2 separate regions of the Mus musculus genome follow, and region 2 is linked to region 1. The links are chromatin contacts, called in public HiChIP or PLAC-seq maps. All regions are on one chromosome and are shown on one strand. The core of a region is the stretch at or near the end of the contact, and the rest is flanking DNA. Distances in the headings are between cores, read along the strand shown. Region 1 overlaps Actn1 (actinin, alpha 1). Region 2 overlaps Slc39a9 (solute carrier family 39 (zinc transporter), member 9).

The links. HiChIP or PLAC-seq counts read pairs in DNA pulled down with a chosen protein or histone mark.
Region 2: a contact with region 1 is called in an H3K4me3 HiChIP or PLAC-seq map of bone marrow-derived macrophages, with 4 times the contacts expected there. The contact joins two enhancer-like sites. A contact is called at or near these places in 1 of 39 promoter capture datasets (hippocampal neurons), 2 of 15 datasets of contacts at CTCF or cohesin (the NIH/3T3 cell line and embryonic stem cells), 36 of 484 Hi-C or Micro-C datasets (the 3T3-L1 cell line, 3T3-L1-derived adipocytes, the AML12 cell line and 26 more), 7 of 115 datasets of contacts at active chromatin or transcription factors (astrocytes, bone marrow-derived macrophages, embryonic basal ganglia and 4 more) and 3 of 9 other capture datasets (adipose tissue, liver and pancreatic islet).

The regions. Positions count from the first base shown.
Region 1 is chr12:80,166,011-80,170,059 of GRCm38.p6, forward strand. Actn1 (actinin, alpha 1) reads right to left here. Exons shown (of 21, transcript NM_134156.3): 20 at 2,848-3,006; 21 at 1,532-2,470. The coding sequence ends at 2,312. Among named protein-coding and RNA genes, the nearest start is that of 2310015A10Rik, 35 kb to the left of the region's middle. Within about 2 kb of position 2,246, at least 235 of the 459 cell types and tissues checked have an H3K27ac peak or open chromatin away from gene starts, as enhancers often do. A contact at or near this core is called in the G1E-ER4 cell line and bone marrow-derived macrophages, where this site is marked.
Region 2 is chr12:80,666,434-80,670,482 of GRCm38.p6, forward strand. Slc39a9 (solute carrier family 39 (zinc transporter), member 9) reads left to right here. Exons shown (of 7, transcript NM_026244.2): 3 at 102-302. Among named protein-coding and RNA genes, the nearest start is that of Plekhd1, 24 kb to the right of the region's middle. Within about 2 kb of position 2,063, at least 6 of the 459 cell types and tissues checked have an H3K27ac peak or open chromatin away from gene starts, as enhancers often do. A contact at or near this core is called in the G1E-ER4 cell line and bone marrow-derived macrophages, where this site is marked.

The sequences.
Region 1 (4,049 bases), core at 996-3,495:
CCAAGTTATCCTGTGACCTCCTGATTTGCTGCGGTATACACACGACCCCTGTCCTCCAGTAAACAAATGCTTAAAAAAAAATTTTTTTAAAGCCCTGCTAAGGACATAGACTACCCACACCTTTAGAAACTGGAGCATCAGAATGCTTGTATCCTGGGTCTGAAAAACTTTCAGTTAAAAGACTTTCTTCCCCCAAAGCCTACATTTATCTTAAGATAATTTGCATAAAAATAGCTAAAAACAAATATCTCTGCCCTCTCAAGGTTTTGAAACCAGGACCACCCTACTACTAGTGCTTTCTCCACAGACATAGATTATCTTCCACGATTCCTACTTTTTTAAGGGTAAATGCATAAGTTTCCCAAGGTAAGAGCCAATCCCTCACCTAGGATATCCTCAGTGGCCCAGAGGCCAGACCAGACTGAGAGCTCAAGAATGTCCCCTGAACCAATCCCTACAAGGTTTCACCATAGACTTCTCTAGCTTAGCCCAGAAAGTTCAGATGGCTTTAGTCCCCCTAAATGCAGTTAATACTAAGGATTATCCTATTTAAAGAAAAAAATCTTAAATGTATTTCTTTAGTGTGTGCGAGCATGTGTGTGCACATCCACGTGTCAGATGACCACTTTTGAGAGCTGGTTCTCTTTACCATGTGGGTCTCAGGGATCAAACTTGGGCCTTCAGGCTTGGCGGTAGGGGCCTACCCATTGACCTACTTTCAAGTGATTCTCCCTTCTGAACAGAATCTTTAGATTGGCCACAGCCAACACTCATGCTCCATACCCATTTACCATCACTTTATAACAGCACCACTTAATGAATGGGAACCTGGCAAAGAGCCAGCCCACCATTTTCAGGAGGCACAGCCAGGGATTTTAAAACCGCCCCCAGGCAGAACTCCCCAACTCGACATATCTCTACTTGCAAAGTTATTTTAACCATGATCGCTCTTGCTCTGCTCTGTAGTCTTGGAAATTCTAACAACAGGCTCCCACCACCACCATATATTCTTAGACAACAAATGATAAATTGGAGCTTATCATCATATATGTTTGGATATGGGGGGAATGCTGGCAATCTGCATTGTCATTGAGTCCCTGCAATGACCAACAGCTACTATCTGTGGCACATTTTGGGGTCTCAAGGGATTGAATTCAGGGCCTGGCATAGGCTGGTTGTACACCCTGCCACCAAGCCCCAGTACTCTATGGAACACTTAGAGTAGGAAAGAGGACTACAACCCTGACACAATCCAAGCTGTCCCCTGCAGCAAAAACAAAATGGTCGGGGTCACAGAGAAGTCACAGACAGCCACAGAGAACCAAGAAAGCTGGGGGTTTTCGTCAGGGGCTCTTTCATGCGCTTGTTAGCTTTCCCCTGTACATAGAGGAGGCCATCTTCTCCTCTTAAAGAAGTGAGAATGTACCAAACCAGGCTCAGAAATCTAGAGGTGGGTGAGGACAGGTACCCCACACCATTCTTGACACAACCCACCCCCACTTCTGGAAGTCAGCCAAAGGAACAAGCAAAGTAATGTCACGGGAGTGTTGTTTTAATACAGTCTGTGCCAAGCAACATCATAATCTCCAAGTTTGTCCTATCTTTAATAGGCAATATTCAAAATTAAAAAACATAACAACTCTGCAGTCATAAAACAGGCCAGCCACACTTTTGAAGAGACTGAAAAATGAGAAGCCATGAATTATCTTCTTTGAAAAGCAGCCATTTCAAAAGGTTTTCTTTAATATCATAAAATATTCTCATGGACAAGTGAGCTAGCAAACACACATGCACCAATGTGCCTCTGATGAGAGTACCCACCTACCCCACCCCCAAGTGGGCATGAAATTAGAGAAATGAATACAGCAGACAGAACAGGTAGGAGGAAAAAACTTCAGTAAAAAGAATGGAATATAACTTTGTGCTTGGTTATTTTCCTATGTCACAACAAAAACATTTCGGTGCAAATAGTTAATTTTTCCTCTTTTCCATTTAAGACTGGTGGAGAAAAAAATACTTTTTTTTTTATAATAAAATATGTAGTTTTTTGTTTGTTTTTTTTTTTCTTTTTAAAATTTTTTTTTAACGTAACTTTTTTTTTATCCTTTTTTGCAGAAAATAATTTTGTAAACTGTCACTTTGTGGGCAGGGAGGCTTGATGCCGCCTGGGTCGGAGCTCTGCCCCCTTGGTGGCTGAGCTGAAAATAATGAACCCAGCCAGCCAGACTGGGCGGAGGAGGAGGAGGAGCAGGGTGGGGCGCACGCGCAGAAGGCCGGGGGTGGGGGGGTGGTGGAGGGAGGCAGGGGCGGGTTAGAGGTCGCTCTCGCCATACAGTGCCGTGGAGAAGGACATGTAGTCTAAAGCACCGGGCACGGAGTCGGGGCCCGCGTAGGGGGCCATTCTTGCGATGCAGTACTCGGCTTGGTCAGGGGGCAGCTCACGGCGCAGCTCATCCTCTGTGATGTAATTCTGCGGAGAAAGCATGGTCAGGGTCGGAAACCTCGGCAGCGGCCGGAAAGCAACGCGGCGTTGCCGCAACTATTAGGTCGTAAACTTGCCGGGAATGTTAAGTACCCGTGTTCTAATTTCCTCGCTCTACTTGATCTGTAGAATACGTGCGTGCATACATATAACAGAGACATCCGTGTGTATGTACATATATATATTTAAGTGCATATTATATATTTACAAGTAATATATCACTTGTATATGGTATTTTAAACACGTCACGTTTTCCATTTTAGTATCTACTTCAACTTCCTTCCAAACCTATTTCACTCGGACTTTTTCATTCATCCTACCGATTTACAGTAACCACCCACTGTCTCAGCGTCAGCACATCCTACCTTATCTCCAGCCAGGATCTTGAAGGAAGCCATGACCTGATCTGCAGTATCAGTATCTGCCGTCTCTCGGGACATAAAGTCGATGAAGGCCTGGAACGTCACTACCCCCAAGCGGTTGGGGTCTACAATGCTCATGATTCGGGCAAACTCTGCCTCTCCCTGGAGGAGACAACCAACCCACACCTGTCACCCTAACGGCCTACTGGGGCATCTCAAGTGTACCTCCAGCTCCAAGTTGCCTATGGTTGGAACAGGAGGCACAACAGACATCTGATCTGGCTTGGGTTGCCCCAGGGTGAGAAAGTGACCCAAACGTTGTGAGTCTCAGGACTTCCCACCCCCTGCAGAGCTCTGGGTTTCACTTACAGAAAATGATGGGTAGTATTAATTATAATGACGATAACTTCAACAATGGCTAACTAACACTCATACAGCATGTATTATATAGGCCAGCTAATATTCTAAATTCATCTTATCATCACAACTGAATAAAATCATAGTATTCCCATTGTATGGGAAATCTGAGGCCCAGACAGGGTAAGTGACTTACCCAAGGTCACATGGCTAGGAGGTAGGGAGCTAGGATTAGGACGCAGGCAGTCTAGCTCCAACATATGCTGTTTCCTTAACATGACAAGTGTGCCAGACAAGTACGCAGTCCTTGTGATCACTTTATTTAACTCTTACAACCACGTTGTGAGGTTTCCTCACTACATCTGAGACCACAAGCTTTGATAGCAATGTGGAATTTACGGAGTATACTTCTAGTCTAGCCTTTAACCCTGCTGGGCATCCCATGGGCTCTGTACTTGGTTCAGTGGACACCTGTCTATCCAGCTAAGGTCCTATCCAGCTCAGCTGGATGCAGAGGGGACAAAACAAGGTTAGCGAGAGGCCTGGGTCAAGACCGAGTGGTGGCAGGTCTGGATGGAGCTACTACCAGGGCAGAAGTATAAACCACCATTGTCATGTAAGACAAAGTAGAATTATCATTCTATAAACCTTGGGGTTGGCCGTCCACAGCTGGTGTTCACTGTGGGAGTGAAAAAGCCCTTTCTCCACAGAAAGTACCATAAGATAAACTGGTTCAGAGACCATGATGAGGAGGCTAAGCCTCCCAGCCACACCCTGGCCCCATGGGTGGTCTGGTTTTCAGGTGCCATCTTCCCCAAGGATGGCCATAAGGGACTCCCCCGAGGAGG
Region 2 (4,049 bases), core at 813-3,312, 500 kb after region 1:
CCTAGGTTACAGTATAGGAACAAGGTGTCCTTAACAGTAGATGCAGTGGCCCTTAAAATACAAATGGAAGTTGTCACATTTTGTGGTTTGTTTTGCTCTAGGGAAACACCACCAAACCAGTGAAATGAAGCAGAATGGGATTGCCTCAGACAAAGCAGCAGAAATATCATCTGTTCATGAACATGAGCACAGCCATGACCACACACAGCTACATGCCTACATCGGTGTGTCCCTTGTATTGGGCTTCGTTTTCATGTTGCTAGTGGACCAGATTGGCAGCTCCCATGTGCATTCCAGTGATGGTGAGTAGCTCTCAGGCATTCTGGGCTGTGCAGGCACTTTTGTAATTTGAAAATTTATAAATTGAATGATTCGGTCTACGCCAATGAGCTTACTTAGATGCTAAACTCCTGTTCTCCTTAGGTATTCTCAGGTATTTTATTCAACTGTGGGAGCTAGTGATTTGTGGTGTGATGCAACTGTTTATTGACATATCAACCCTGCTGGGCTTAAAGCAGTCACATTTGAGTGAGAGTCCAGGGCAGAAGCCCCTAACCTGTTTTGTGCTGTGGAGCCCTTAGGCAGCCTAAAGCCTATAGCCCAATTACTGGAATGTTGCTCTTTAAATATATACACTTAGTACATAAGGCTACAAGAAATTGAGGCTAGCTTGGTCTCCATATAGAGTTCCACAATGAGATACTATCGAAAAGCTAGCCAACCACCAAACAGAAAAACTCAGCCCAACCAACCAACCAAACAAGCAAGCAAAAAACTTGATAGTGAGTAAATTCTGATCTGCTTATTAGACACAAGGAGGAAAGACGTAAATAAACAAGAAGTCCAGTGGTGCTTTGGCCAGGTGATCACATCAGGGTCACCAGCATTCTGCTTTGCTGTAGCTCAGGAAGCCATCAGACCATTCTCCTTTGGGATAACTCTAAACCCTGGATAAAAGTTTTAAAACTACCAGCTAAAGAGCAGAGAATCATTAAGAGCAAGCACGTTTTACAGAGCATCAGTATCGGAACAGAGACGCCAATTTTTATAGGATATTAACAGCATCCTTGTGATAGAAACTCCTCCATCTTCCCTAGCATTGCTGCATCTGTAATCCTAGGACTTGGGAGGTGTGGTCAGGAGGATCCAGACTCGTCTCCACTACATAGCAAGTTTGAAGTCAGCCTGAACTACTTGAGACCTTGTCTCAGAAAGTCCTCACTGTTTGTGAGACAGAACTCTGAACAACCAGAGCCCGAAAAAGGGAGGATCCTAGTATTGTGGGGTATCCACCAGAGAATACTACTCAGACATGAGTTTAAGCCAATAGAAAGTCTTTATTAGCAGGTGACTACACTGGGTTTTTGGGATTTCAGTATAGATAGCCCTGAGCCTTTCTCTTTTAGCACAAAACCACACCCTGGGTTCACACTCTTCAGCTAGCAAGAACAATTAGCCAAAAACAGAACTGTAGAATCCAAAAGCAAAGTATATTTAGGGACTTCCCCAGAACTATGGACTTTAATGGATTAGGACTTTGTTCATCTTTTGGCAAGTGTTGCTGCCTGTGTGCTGGGTTCCAAGGCCTGAATGGGTACTTCCATCATGGCGTCACTTGTGCTAAGATCTGGGGACCTGTTACACTAGAACTCAGCCCCAGTGTCTGTGAGTAAGCTGTTCAGGTCTCTTGCTGACTCCCAAGCCAGGCTCATTTGGGCAGACTCCAAGCAATTAAGCTAAAATAATTAAACCTAGCTGTCCAAAAAACAGGTTACAGTTTGAAACAAACTAACATGAATTCTGTAGAAAAATGTAACAGAACCTAGATTATTCATGAGGTAGTACTACTAACAATGTCTGGTATGTGATCCAACATGAAAAGCACCCGTGGTCAGCAGAGGTACAGTTTTCTAAAAGGGAGGATTATTCTTTAAAAAAAAAAAAAAAAAAGGAAGGAAAGAAAGAAAGAGGAAAACAAGCAAACAAAAAAACCCGTGGATACAAGGAAGTAAATGTATTCTCCACTTGAATGCAATATGTGACCTTAGAATTGACTCTTCCTAGAAAGGAAGTGCTCTGAGGAACATTATCAGAAAGCTGACACAAGTTGAATGTGTAACAGGAATCAGAAATAATGCTAAATTTGCTGAGGTTGATATCCTTTATGATTATATTGTTTCCCTCAGGAAATACACACTGAAGTTTCTAAAGATAAGCAGTTATGATGAGTACAACTTACTCTTCTGTGGTAAAGATTTGTGTATGGGAAGTATGAATGCAAACTTGGAGCAGATGGTTCCAAATGTTTAGATAGTTGGTCAGGAACATACGATTCTTTTCTTAAACTATTGTTGTAGCCTTTTTCAAGATTAAAAATTATTTCCAAATAAAAGTTATTTTTTTTTTAATCGTGGACTGAATAAATGAGCAAAGCTTTTGATGTAGCTCTGTGCCTGAAGATGGTGTGGCTTGGCAGGCAAGGCTTTAATCCCAAGCCTTAAGAAGAAAAAAATATGGTACAAAACCAAAAGCAGGTTGAATAGGCAGGTATGGTTGGTGGCATGTGATACGATCAGGGTTCCCACGAGGCACAGGCTGGAGCTTGTAAGTTCAGTAGAGACCAGCATTGGCTACATAGTAACACTTGACATACTGTCAGAAACAAAACTCTGGGTGTCAACAAAGGTTCTCCATTTCCTTGTATTTATTGTATCTTTTTTAAAAGGTGCTTACTTTGAGATAAAGTCTCATATATACCAGGTCAGTCTCAAACCCTTTATGTAACCATTGATGACCTTTAGTTCCGATTCTTCTTCTTCTACCACCTCTCAAGTGCTGAATGTGCCGCTGAGGCCATACTGCACCTTTAAAGAAATGTCTCCCCATCCTTGTGCAGCACACCTTTCACCCCAGCACTTGGGAGACAGGGCAGCCTGATCTCTGTGAGTTCAGGGCTACTCTGGTCTTCATAGTGAGTTCTAGACCAACCAGGACTACATAGAAGACTCGATTTTAAACAAATAAACAAAACCCAACACTTTGATTTGATTTGGTTTTGCTAGGGCTTGGGAGATGGATCCCTAGTACCCAAGTAAAAAGTCGGGCATGGTAAACTCAGAGCTGGGGGTAGGAAGTAAGGAAGATCCCTAAAGGGTATTGTTAGCCAGCCAGCCTAGATGAATTGATGAAAGAGTCAGTTGAAGACCTTGTCTCAACAAAACAAAACAAGAACAAAACAAAGCAATGTAGAGAATGATTGAAGAAAGACCCCAACATAGACTTCCTTGGGATACTTTTTTTTTTTTTCCTTTTTTCCTTTTTTGGTTTTTCGGTTTTTCTAGACAGGGTTTCTCTGTGTAGCCCTGGTTGTCCTGGAACTCACTCTGTAGACCAGGCTGGCCTTGAACTCAGAAATCCGCCTGCCTCTGCCACCCAAGTGCTGGGATTAAAGGCATGTGCCACCACTGCCTGGGTTTCCTTGGGATAATTAATAACCAACCCAGCTCAATCAGTCAATAGGGTCTCAAGGTAGGGAGTGAGGATTAAAAAGAAAAGACATTTAGACAATATTATAACATGACTCCAGCCAGTGCTGAAGCTGAAGAAGGGTTATTTTTTTTTCCAGTCTGCTCTTACACCATTCTAGGTGCGTGCAAAGAATAGGATCAATTCTTTTTTTTTTTTTTTTTCTTTAGTTTTTCGAGACAGGGTTTCTCTGTATAGCCCTGGCTGTCCTGGAACTCACTTTGTAGACCAGGCTGGCCTCGAACTCAGAAATCTGCCTGCCTCTGCCCCCCCCCCCCCCCCCGCCACCACGCCCGACTAGGATCAATTCTAGATCAAAGACAAAATAGTCAAGGAACAAACAGGGCATTAAACCAAGTCCCATGTGTACAATACATTCCTCGGATATTCATCTTGAGTCTTGTCAATGTCAAAATCTTATCTCACCCTACTTCCTTGTCCTAGCCCTTGTCAAATTCTTGCCAAATTCCTAGCACCAAGAGTTCTCCATGACTTAATATGTCTTAAGTTTGACCAGAGATAAT